2 separate regions of the Capsicum annuum genome follow, and region 1 is linked to region 2. A link is a contact called in public Hi-C data. All regions are on one chromosome and are shown on one strand. The core of a region is the stretch at or near the end of the contact, and the rest is flanking DNA. Distances in the headings are between cores, read along the strand shown. Region 1 holds the start of LOC107857651 (protein S-acyltransferase 10). Region 2 holds the start of LOC107857650.

Region 1 (5,390 bases), core at 2,490-4,989, 170 kb before region 2:
TCCATCGGTGTAAAGAATCTTGAGAGGAAAATCACCATTTTTAACTATCAAGCACCTGCCAGTTACACCTTTAAACAGCCCACTCATATTAAATCTCCTCATGATTTGCTCATATGGATATTTCTTTACCATATATTGATTTCTTAATAAATGCAAGATTAAGCTTCTCCTGCTTCACATAAAGGGCTTCACTTGCATGCTATACTGCAGTTTTGCTTCTTCAAAGGATTATGCAGTTTACAAATGGAGTACCTAGTATAACATTTATATCTGGACCACTATAAGCTTTTTAATTTAAGAACACAGAATTCTCTTGGTCCAACTAGCACCATGAATAAATAGTTCATCAACACATTTCACATACTCGAAACAGGCTGTATAATACATTCAAGCTGCTTTAAATATAACAAGGAAAGAATAAACACGCTGATAGTCAAGTCATCCCTACCCAACAGATGTTCCTGGAGCATACATATCCATCACTAGCTTTTCCCAAGAAGTTGTACCCCCTAGAAGATTCTTTTCTAACTGTTTTCTGTCGATTGTAATAACTACACTGCCATTTTTTCTTGAAGCAGGCTGTCTTTGCTTGATCATATAACATCACAAAAGGCAGAAAACAACAGAAATTAGATAAACCCATTTTCCACCTCATTTTCAGGAATAATCATTGTACTCCAACTACTTATAATGCAGGTAAAGAACAAGAAATGAAAATATCTTACGTAGAGGTACTTGTTGCCCTATTACCCGATGCATCTGTCTCGTTGATAGCCCTCATTGCATCAATAACATAGCTACATGTTCATGAAAAATAACTTTTTAAGGCCCTTCAGCAATGTAGTAGGTGAAGCTAGTAAAGACTCCGTATAATTTAGCTTAAAAACAAAATTCCAGCCTAATTACCCAGGAGAAGAACCAGAGGTGATGAAGTATTGAGCCAGTGTAGCAACAAGCAGCAGCAAATACGCTGCTGTGTACCTTGAAGGCAGAAAAGGAGGGCGGTAAGCAATTTCAGCAAAAACGCCTAAAACAGAGTGAAACATTTGGAATAATAATACAGAGAAACAATCAAAGACATGAAAATTTAAAGTTGCATCCGAAACTAACACAAGTATGACCCCTTTTGTATCCTATATTACAAAGTTCTAAAAGTTTATAAATGGCATCTAAGTTGCTCGGACTCGGGTGCCGGTATCCGAGACGGATGCAGATCCGAGAGTCGGATTCGTCAAGATATAAATTTTAGGATTCGGGGGTGCGAATTCAAGAGTGGATATGGATGCGGAGATTCGGCTTAAAAAAATTAAATACTATAAATATAGAGCTATAATTTATTTTAAACTAATTTATTTTCCTTGACCCATAGGGATTTGAATTTATTTTTTTATTTACTTTATTTTTAGATACTTTTTTTCATTGATTTTACGTTTCAATTAGCAATAGTATTTGTATTAGAATTTTTTTCCAAAATTAAAACTGACGTTTATTTACCAAAAAATAAAAAATAAGTATAATTTTTAAACAAAGTAGGTTTACTGACCGACACTTGTATACACGTGTTTTTATTTTTCATTAAAAGGTATATACAGTTAATATTATTAATATTATTAAATGTTATTAACACCATAAAAAAATCACTTTGAAAAAAAAAAAAAACATCACTGTTAACGCCGACGACTGACCGTACGACGACTGCGCGATGATTTCAGGTGACGGCGACGATGATTTTCAGTGAAGGCGACGATGATTTCAGGCGACGGCGACGGCCATCGATAACACCGTCTCTGTCCCGGTGGTTGTTGGTCAAGATTTTTTCGGGTAAGGCGTCAATTAATTTCGATGCTTCCCTCAAATTTCTTCTTTAGTTTGGTCAACGTCTCCGAAATCGTTTGACCGAATTGAAGACGGCGGAAGGACCCGACCCCGCCCCAGTCTCGTGTCGAGACGGGTTCGGCAGCAAAACAGCTGAGTCCGAGCAACATAGAATGGCATTAAGCCTAGATCTTTGCACCCCGAAATAAAAGTATCTTTCTGTTTGAGCACCATTATGGAGATTTTAGATTCTGAAAAGGAAAAGAGAGAAGGTTCTGATAAAAAATAGGACTGTAAGCTAAAAGAACTTTCATTCCTACATACACTTATACAATGAAATGTGTCTAGAACTCGTAGCAATTTTACCACATGCAAGTCTAGCTCTAACAATTTTTAGAGTTGTTCCTGCCTCAGTACCAACCATAAAAAACTAAGCCCAACTAGTAACCTGACCTGAAAGTTTATCCTAAATTTCAAAAAAGTTGCTGACTCAAATCAAATGTCTTATTAACCACACACGATCATAGTGTCCAATGCCAGATGGACTACTTTAAGACCTACGAACCTCTTAAAAAAATTGATTAACCACTTACAACCTGATTGTCACTCAACTAAATATTTAAGCCTAGATTTCAAAGAGAATGGACTCCCTTAAAGAGTTAAAGATCCTGTCTCCTTCTCTTTCATTGCACTCAGCCCCCGACCAACCTCGGAAGTCTACTGTTTTCCTTACTATATCCTCAGAGCCCAATTTTACTCTGTTAAGATGGAAATAAGTTCAGCAACCAACTCTTTCTAACATGTGTATCCGCCAACACTGCTGTTCTCTCAGAAGTATTACTAAATCAGTTTAATTGTATGATTGATACAGAACCCCTTGGCATTTGAATTATTTCCAAGTTCCCCCATTTGATGTTCAGTACTAAATCACTAAATCACTAATCTTAGCTAGAAATTTTAGCAAACACTGCTTATCTCAAGGTTGCATCTTCCAACCAATTCCATGTCAATTGATTCCTTCATATATAAGGCTCAACTTACAAATTGGGAAAAAATAATTTGATGCGGATGAAGATATTGAAAATCGTACCAACATTATAAAGGTATAAGGATACGGTTTTGGCATTATACATAAACAAACACTCAAACTTGGCTTCAGCTGGCAAGCAAGCACTCGAACTTTGAGAGTGCACATCTAAACACTTCAAACTTGGCGTTAACCGGCAACTAAACACTCCAACTCGTCCCCATTGTGTCTCGTGGACACCAATGCTGACACAACATATAAATTTTGGAGGTGTCTAGATGATAAAAAGTATGTGTTAGTGTTGATTGAAACAAATAATACTAGTGAGTAATATATAAGTTACCAGGCGTGTTGGTTGGTTTTCTGAATAAACTCTTTGTCAAAAGCAAATAGAAGAGCGACATAGGTCAGATGCAGCATCACCAACGCTAATTTCAAGCAAAAATTCGATCTCCCGTCTGCAAATCAATCAGCAAAACTTTTGTAAAAAATTTACACGTTAAAAGAGAGAGAGAGGGAAGAGTCAATTGAAGAAACAGTTTATACTAGACATAGATACATTAACATATAGAAAATGGAGGGGGAAAGGAAAAGAAGAGTTACGAGGGTCGGAAAGGCAGGGGAAGAAGGAGAAACCCTCCAATGTGCCGCCACATAATGCTACCATCCTCAAACTAATTTTTCAATATCAGCATCTCCAGATTTCAAAATTGCAGTGTTGTGTTTATCAGACTAAAATCAAATGAGAGTAGAATAACTTTTCCTTTTTCTTCTTTTCCCACAACTGGGAGTTGTGTAAGTAATCTTATTATTATTATTATTATTATTAAGAAAAAGAAGTTGAACGAACATCTTTAAAAATTCTGGAGAGGGATAAAAAATGACTTCACATTCAATGAGATGTGAAAACGTGCCATGTGATTAATAAATTTATGAAAATAACAACCCCCTTCCCCACCACCACCTTCCCTCTTCATTTCTTTTAAAATTTTATATTTTTTTAATAATTTTTTTTTATTTTTTCGATTTAAAAAATTAAAATCATAAAAGGATAAGAGATGTTTTTCTTCATATCTTAAGTAACTAAGTTCAAATATTTTAAAACCATATAAACAATTGGTTAACTCTTCAAATTCTATTTGTGCAACCTAAATTGGGATAGGAAAAGTAACATATATTTTTTTAAAATAATATACAATTATTATAAATCATAATAATAAATAATTTAAAATATTTAAAAAATATATTAAAAAATTTAATTGACTCTCTAAATTCCGTCGGTATCACATAAGTGAATCAGAGAGAGTAATATATATAGATCTCATATATCGTATGTGTGTGTATGAAGATTTTTTTCTTTGATTTGTTGTATATGTCTATAGCACATTTTCATTCATGAAATTAAATAACCATAAAGATAAATAAAGGAGATAAATTATGTGAGTAAAAATAAATTTATAAGGAGATAATCGATAGATTATACCTGCTTGATAATTTTTACAATCAATCATATAAAAATACTCTCGTATGATTATGTTATTACTGCACATTGTCATATGTTTTTCGTTCACATTGAAAAAAAATATTATGTGCTTACTTAAAATACCAAATACAACATATCTGGGATATTCTCACCAAAGTGAGGTTTGGGATATGCTCAATTGATGTATCATAAAAATTCTAAAAGACTAAAAGGATGATTCATTCATTTATTCTTTGACTGATTCTAATATAGTAATAACATATATTTTTAGGGCATTAATAACCAATTACTATGAGAAATATACCATTGCTAATCTATCTTCCAACTGTGGCAAAATTTTAGAAAATTGCTGTTAGCAAAAAAATCATGTTTATAACATTAAGATTTTTGAAAAAAGGTGTATATTTAATTAACATGGTCAAATTAATTAGAAACTGACAAAAAGATATACACAAAAATAAAAACATACACTAATAATAAGAAGAAGAAGAGCAAAGTTAATTGAGTAAAATTTGCTAATTAAACTTTCTAATATGCTGGTTAGTTGAGTTTTACTATTTAATTTTTGCTAAATAAAAGCGAATTATGTATGTGATTAAACATCTTTGTTCAAAATAAAGAAATAAAATAAAAATAAGAAAATAATATTAATTGAAATCAAAATAATACACTAATAAATCTTTAAAATATTTGTAAATCATTCAAACTTCTACATTTCACCAAACTACTATAACTATCTCTCTTAATGAATCTTCCAAGACAATTGAGCTTTGTTCTTCATCTGGATGAACCCGCACAAAATTAATGTGATCATCTCTTTGATGAGTCTTTGAAGAATATATTATGATCTTCATTCAAGTGATGGTCATATTGGAAACATCATCTTTTTATGTCCTCTTTTTTGATTATTAAAGACGTGATTGATGAAAAGATGAAAAAGAAAATCAAGAAAGAAGAAAAATAACAATTGAGCTTCGTTCTTCATCTTGATGAATTCACACAAAATTAATATGAACATCTCTTTGATGAGTCTTTGAAGAATATATTTATGATCTTCATTCAAGT
Region 2 (5,253 bases), core at 1,270-3,769:
GATGAAGGTGTCATAGGTGAGGAGGAGTCAGCTGCTTCACTACTTAGCTTTATAGACATTTCTTCAATTGATGGAGTTGGAGCTGGACTTGGACTATTTGAACTTACATATGCTGAAATGCTTTGAGTTCCCTTATCTCTTGTAACGGTAACTTCTTTCTTCTCTAAAGTTACAAGTGTAAAATGAGAAAAACTCTGTGAGTAGAATAAACTAAGGATGGTTCATAATGTTGAACATACAATTATGTTTAACAGCTTAAACTTTTATGCGAGATGATCACACATTCTAACATGGTTGTTCTAGAGGAGAAACACGTCATTTCAAATCTCATCTCCACCTTTATCAAAACGAATTTTCACTTCTTAGATCATGAAAAATAATCAGTCGCACGTGGGAGGATGTATTCAAGATATAATAAAGTAAATACAAGAGACAATGGTTAAAAAACAACAACTAAAGTATCAGGTTTTTTTGCGAGTTTCCTATCTAAACTATGAGGTATTCATTTTTCCTACATGAACTATCGCCAACTATTTAACAGAACACATTTCAACTATCAGTTGTTTCCTTTTCCTATATGCTGATATTTCTGGTAAGAAAGAAGAACAATTGATAGTTGAGGTATGTTTTGACAAATAGTTGATGATAGTTCAGGTTGGAAAAGTGAACACTTGATAGTAGTAATGAAGAAATGAAAATAGAACAAGTTTTTCTCACCTTTGCTTGGGATTTGGACTTCAACTTCATTTGTAGGCAAAGAAGGCTCTACATGGTGCTTTGTTTGGAATTGTGGTGTATTTTGTATTTGAGAAGGATAAATGAGAGGTCCTGAGATTGCAATTCTGTTTCCTGGTTGTCGAAATGATCTTCCACTTAGTATTTTTGTAGACAAACACTCCAAAGGAACTTCCCCTGACAATGGATTGCATATGTATTTCTCAGCTTCATTCCATTTTGAATTCAGTGCCAAACCATCTGGTGACATGTATTCCCAACTGTATATTGTTTTTGCCTGTAATGCTGCCCTCAAAAACAAACACAAAAATTTGTAAACTTGTAAATTGCCATTCATCTCAATCGACATGGAAGGCTTGGCTTGCTCAAGTGGTTGAGCACCTCCACCATCAACCGGTAAGTTAAGGGTTTGAATGACACCAAAGGATAAGTGAGAACACTATTGATCTTTCTGGGAGTGACAACAACAACAACAACAATAAATCCAATGTATTCCCACATAGTGGGGTCTGGGGAGGGTAAGATGTACGCAGTCCATACCACTAACTCCGGAGAAGTAGAAAGTTTGTTTTCGATAGACCCCCAGCTCAAGACAAGGAATAATAATCAAATTCGTAATAAAGCATGGAATAAGATATGACATAAATAAGACACCCACAAGGAATAGTACACAAAGACTAGTAAACAAGTTCGTAATAAAGCATGAAACAAGGTGGCATAACAAGAATAATACACCCACCAAGTAAAACCCTACCCTAACGACCCAAACTGGCACTAGCCTTCTATCCTAATTCGCATCCTTTAGATCTTCCTATCTTCAAATGACTCACCTTTCAGGGCAGTGGTAAACGAATATTTTGATGGATCAATTTCCTCTGTAGAAAAAAGATTAGAACTTCATGAGATACAATACTCCGAACCATATTTTTATACGCAATTCAATATTTCGGTTGTGTTTGAGTTACCTCTTAAGGCGTAGCCAGGGGAGGAAGCAGTACTTGAAATTGTTACGTTTGATCTAAAAGATTTTGCCTCTTCTCTAAAACTCCTAATATAAGACGCAGAGTACCTTCTTGAATTGGTTTTTTCTCTGTTAAGTTTAGCCTTAAGAGCCCATTCTCTCAAGTTAAACTCCGATTCATCTTGCTTTCTTGACTCTTCCATGATACTACGTTCTTCTTATATGGCACTTGGAACTTTTTTAGGAGGGTAAGTCCAATAGCCCCCCTCTAGTTGTCGAATCAGAAAAATATAGTCAAGAGCATGAACTTTATAGTAACATGTAACTTCCAAAAAAGATTTTCAAGATTTATAATTCCAACCCTTAAGCAACCTATGTCATGTTGAAAAATTGGAAATGAAAAAATCACAAAGAAAATGAGTTAAAAGTGGGCCACATGAATATTTGGTTTATGTGCAAGTAGCAAAGAACAGACAGAGCTTTAACTTGATCTTGCTTTTGCATTAAAAATGCAGGAGAATTCTCATAAATAATTGTAGTAGGGGTTTCCTTTGCTTTCCACGCACTGAAAGTGTAAAGAAAAAGTACCCAATCTACGAGCTGAAATACTATATGGATCCTTTGGTATAAAGGATAAGTGAGGTATCTCAGAATTAAGTTTGGTAATAAATTTATATCATGTTTAGTTGATGGTATAAATTAATCTCGAGATAAAATTTATATCATTAAACAAACATGGTATAATCTAATATCAAACTTAGTTAATTAGATCTGTGTACCAAATGAGCTCTATGTCTGCAAGACCGTGCAGTTTCGTCCTTTATATTTTGGTACAAATTAAAAAAATAGTACCAAATAGCCTAGAAATTTATGTTGGTGCTGATACACTAAAGCTCTCACTCTCACTATGTGCGGTGCTCGGGGAGTGCCGCATAAGGGTCTATCCTACATAGTCTTCTTACCTTGCATTGAAGAGAATGTTTCCACGGCTTGATCAACTCATGACCTCATAGTCACATGGCAGCAACTATACCAGTTACGTCAAAGTTCCCCCAATTTATGTTGATTCACCAAGATGCATGTATTTTGAGTTTACCTCGAGGTGACTAAAACTTTCTGTTAATAGTTAAAAATTTCTGCTCTTCTTGTGACTGAAACAGAAGTCAATTAATTATTAGTTCCAAGTACTTCCAACTTGTTTAGTCATTTAAGTAGTTAAGCTTAACAATAGTTTAATAAAAAGGTAGATAAACAGTGAAAATGACATGTTGATGTGTACTCCAGGCAACATTCAGAAGTTGTAAATGAATGATTCCTTCTTGTCTATGAAAATTCATTTCATGGTTGCAAGAAGATATCCAATGAAATAATAACATGTGTTATTAGTCACACTGCCATATCCAAGAAGATCGATATGGGGTGATGATATATTTTCAAGAAATTGATGAAGGTGTATTCCACAGTGTAGTGTTATTTTCAGTATAGGTTGGAAAGATTGTGGTGAAAGAGAAATTAGGGAAACAGTGGGACAGTGCATGGAAGAAATCTAATGGCAAGTAAAATTATATTATTGTATGTAATTCATTCATGTGTGGACATCCATGAATCCATGTGAAGATGTCAATCTCATTATCTTAATATTGAGTGGGGGTATAAATACTAGCTAGGTAGGTCCCTTTTTTCTTCTTGCTGCACATATTGGTGATCACCCTCACAATTTGTCTCAATTGTATGCAAAGTTGGTTTCATGGCAGAGGATAGATAGAGTATAAGTTGTTTTATGTCCGTTGGGCCATTTGATACTTCTTTGATTGATTCAAGCATTTTAATCCTTGTAATTAGGCAGTGATCCGGCTATCTATCTATCTATATATATATATATGCTTAACACGTGCAAATCAAATAATATTTTCGGAGAGTTGGGCAGAAGGAAAAGAGGCTCCTAGCCAAAGGCAGCTCGTCTCGTTCGGGAGATGAGTAGTGATTGAATTCCTTTATGCCATCCATTTATGATTCTGCATGAAAAATCAGTACGAACATAGCCTATATGTCCAGTTGAACTACCTTAACTAGTCGATAAATTTGAAAAGGGTTTCATGCGGCTAAACCATCATAAGATAATGTAATAGCGGCGGGGCCAAGTTGTCGCGTGGGGTTCATTCGATCCTCCTTCATGAAAAATTACACATGTATATCTGGTCAAAATTATTTTTTATGTACTTATAGTAGATGTTGAATCTCTAGGTTTCTTCACGTGCTTACCTCTTCATATTTTGAACCCCTTTAATAAAAATTCTGGCTTTGTCAATGCTTCAAGCGACCCTATCACATCACGCAATACGTACAACAAAAATGGATAGCATGGGCTGTTAAGGCATCTTCATAACCAAATGTCATGGCGAAAGACGACATTCGAATACAAATCTACAACACCACGTAAACCAACTCAGAAGGTTCATGGAATGAGTACGTCAAGTTATCAACTAATTGACAAAGCACAGTCGTTTGTATTTGGTTCTTTTAATTAACAAAATTAGAAAAAAAAAAAAAATCTTTATACTATTTGTGGATAAAGCTAAATTTACTCTTATCTTTATTAGTGGTAGATTGAATGTGGCATTGCTCATTTGCACACAAAATTCGATATAAGTGGGCTTAGTTGCTTGGCTATGTAAGGCCATAGCCACTGAAGCAAAGTTGGGCTCTCTAAAAGTAGAGATGGCAGTCAATTTCATTCCTGACACCAATTAACGTGCATGCATACTACTAATATCGTCAAGTGTCCACCCACTATCTGGTCTCACTTTTTTAGTAGCTACTTTCCACCTCAATGGACAAGATGCAACAAGAAACTTTTACCATCCAACTCATTCACCTACCCACTTGTTAGAACAATAATAATAATTATACAAAAAGATTCAAAATAAAATTTGTTTGGCTTAGAAGCACAATAATACGTTTCTTGAAGATAGTTGGAGTCTCTCCCACGAGCAAATGGAAGAATTAGTAACAACTCTATCTTCGGGATTCAACTAAGCCACAAAACAAGTAGCATTCAAGAATGTTGCTTTTCTATTCTTAACTTGGTGATTTCACCATTTGATCAATGTCTCTCAAATATTTTTCAAGGGAAAAGTATTTTTTGAGTGTTTGTCTTTTCAAACAAAAGAAACACTATTTATCGGGTAAAAGTTTCATGCAAGAGAAGACTATTAATTAAGTAATAGTTAATAGGTTCATGAATATTTTAAAATAAAAAATGTCTTTCTTTCAAGAACCTAAAATGTAAAACTTAATGAATGAATCGTAAAATTCACATCCATTTTCTTTGTAACTCAAAATCCTTTAAGTGATGCATTTATTTTAAAATTAATTGAAACATAACTCTAAAAATCTTTAACCTATGCATTTGTTTCAAAATTTATTGAAACATAAACTTAACAATAACAATCCCCCACTTGTTTCAAGAAATTTTATCTTTAAAAAATAAAATGCATTTGAGACATTAATCTTGCAACATGAATCAATAATGGTGTCTTTTGAACTTGAACCATTAG

What was found. A called contact is a pair of places that touch in the nucleus more often than the background predicts.
Region 1: a contact with region 2 is called in a Hi-C map of leaf, with 4 times the contacts expected there. The contact joins the promoter of LOC107857651 here to the promoter of LOC107857650 in region 2. A contact is called at or near these places in 5 of 5 Hi-C or Micro-C datasets (bud, leaf, pericarp and 1 more).

What each region holds. Positions count from the first base shown.
Region 1 is chr2:16,213,730-16,219,119 of UCD10Xv1.1, reverse strand. LOC107857651 (protein S-acyltransferase 10) reads right to left here and starts at 3,739. Exons shown (of 11, transcript XM_016702506.2): 1 at 3,446-3,739; 2 at 3,186-3,300; 3 at 907-981; 4 at 726-797; 5 at 449-583. The coding sequence starts at 3,509.
Region 2 is chr2:16,047,394-16,052,646 of UCD10Xv1.1, reverse strand. LOC107857650 reads right to left here and starts at 2,519. Exons shown (of 5, transcript XM_016702505.2): 1 at 1,701-2,519; 2 at 1,566-1,610; 3 at 718-1,020; 4 at 1-163. The coding sequence starts at 1,899.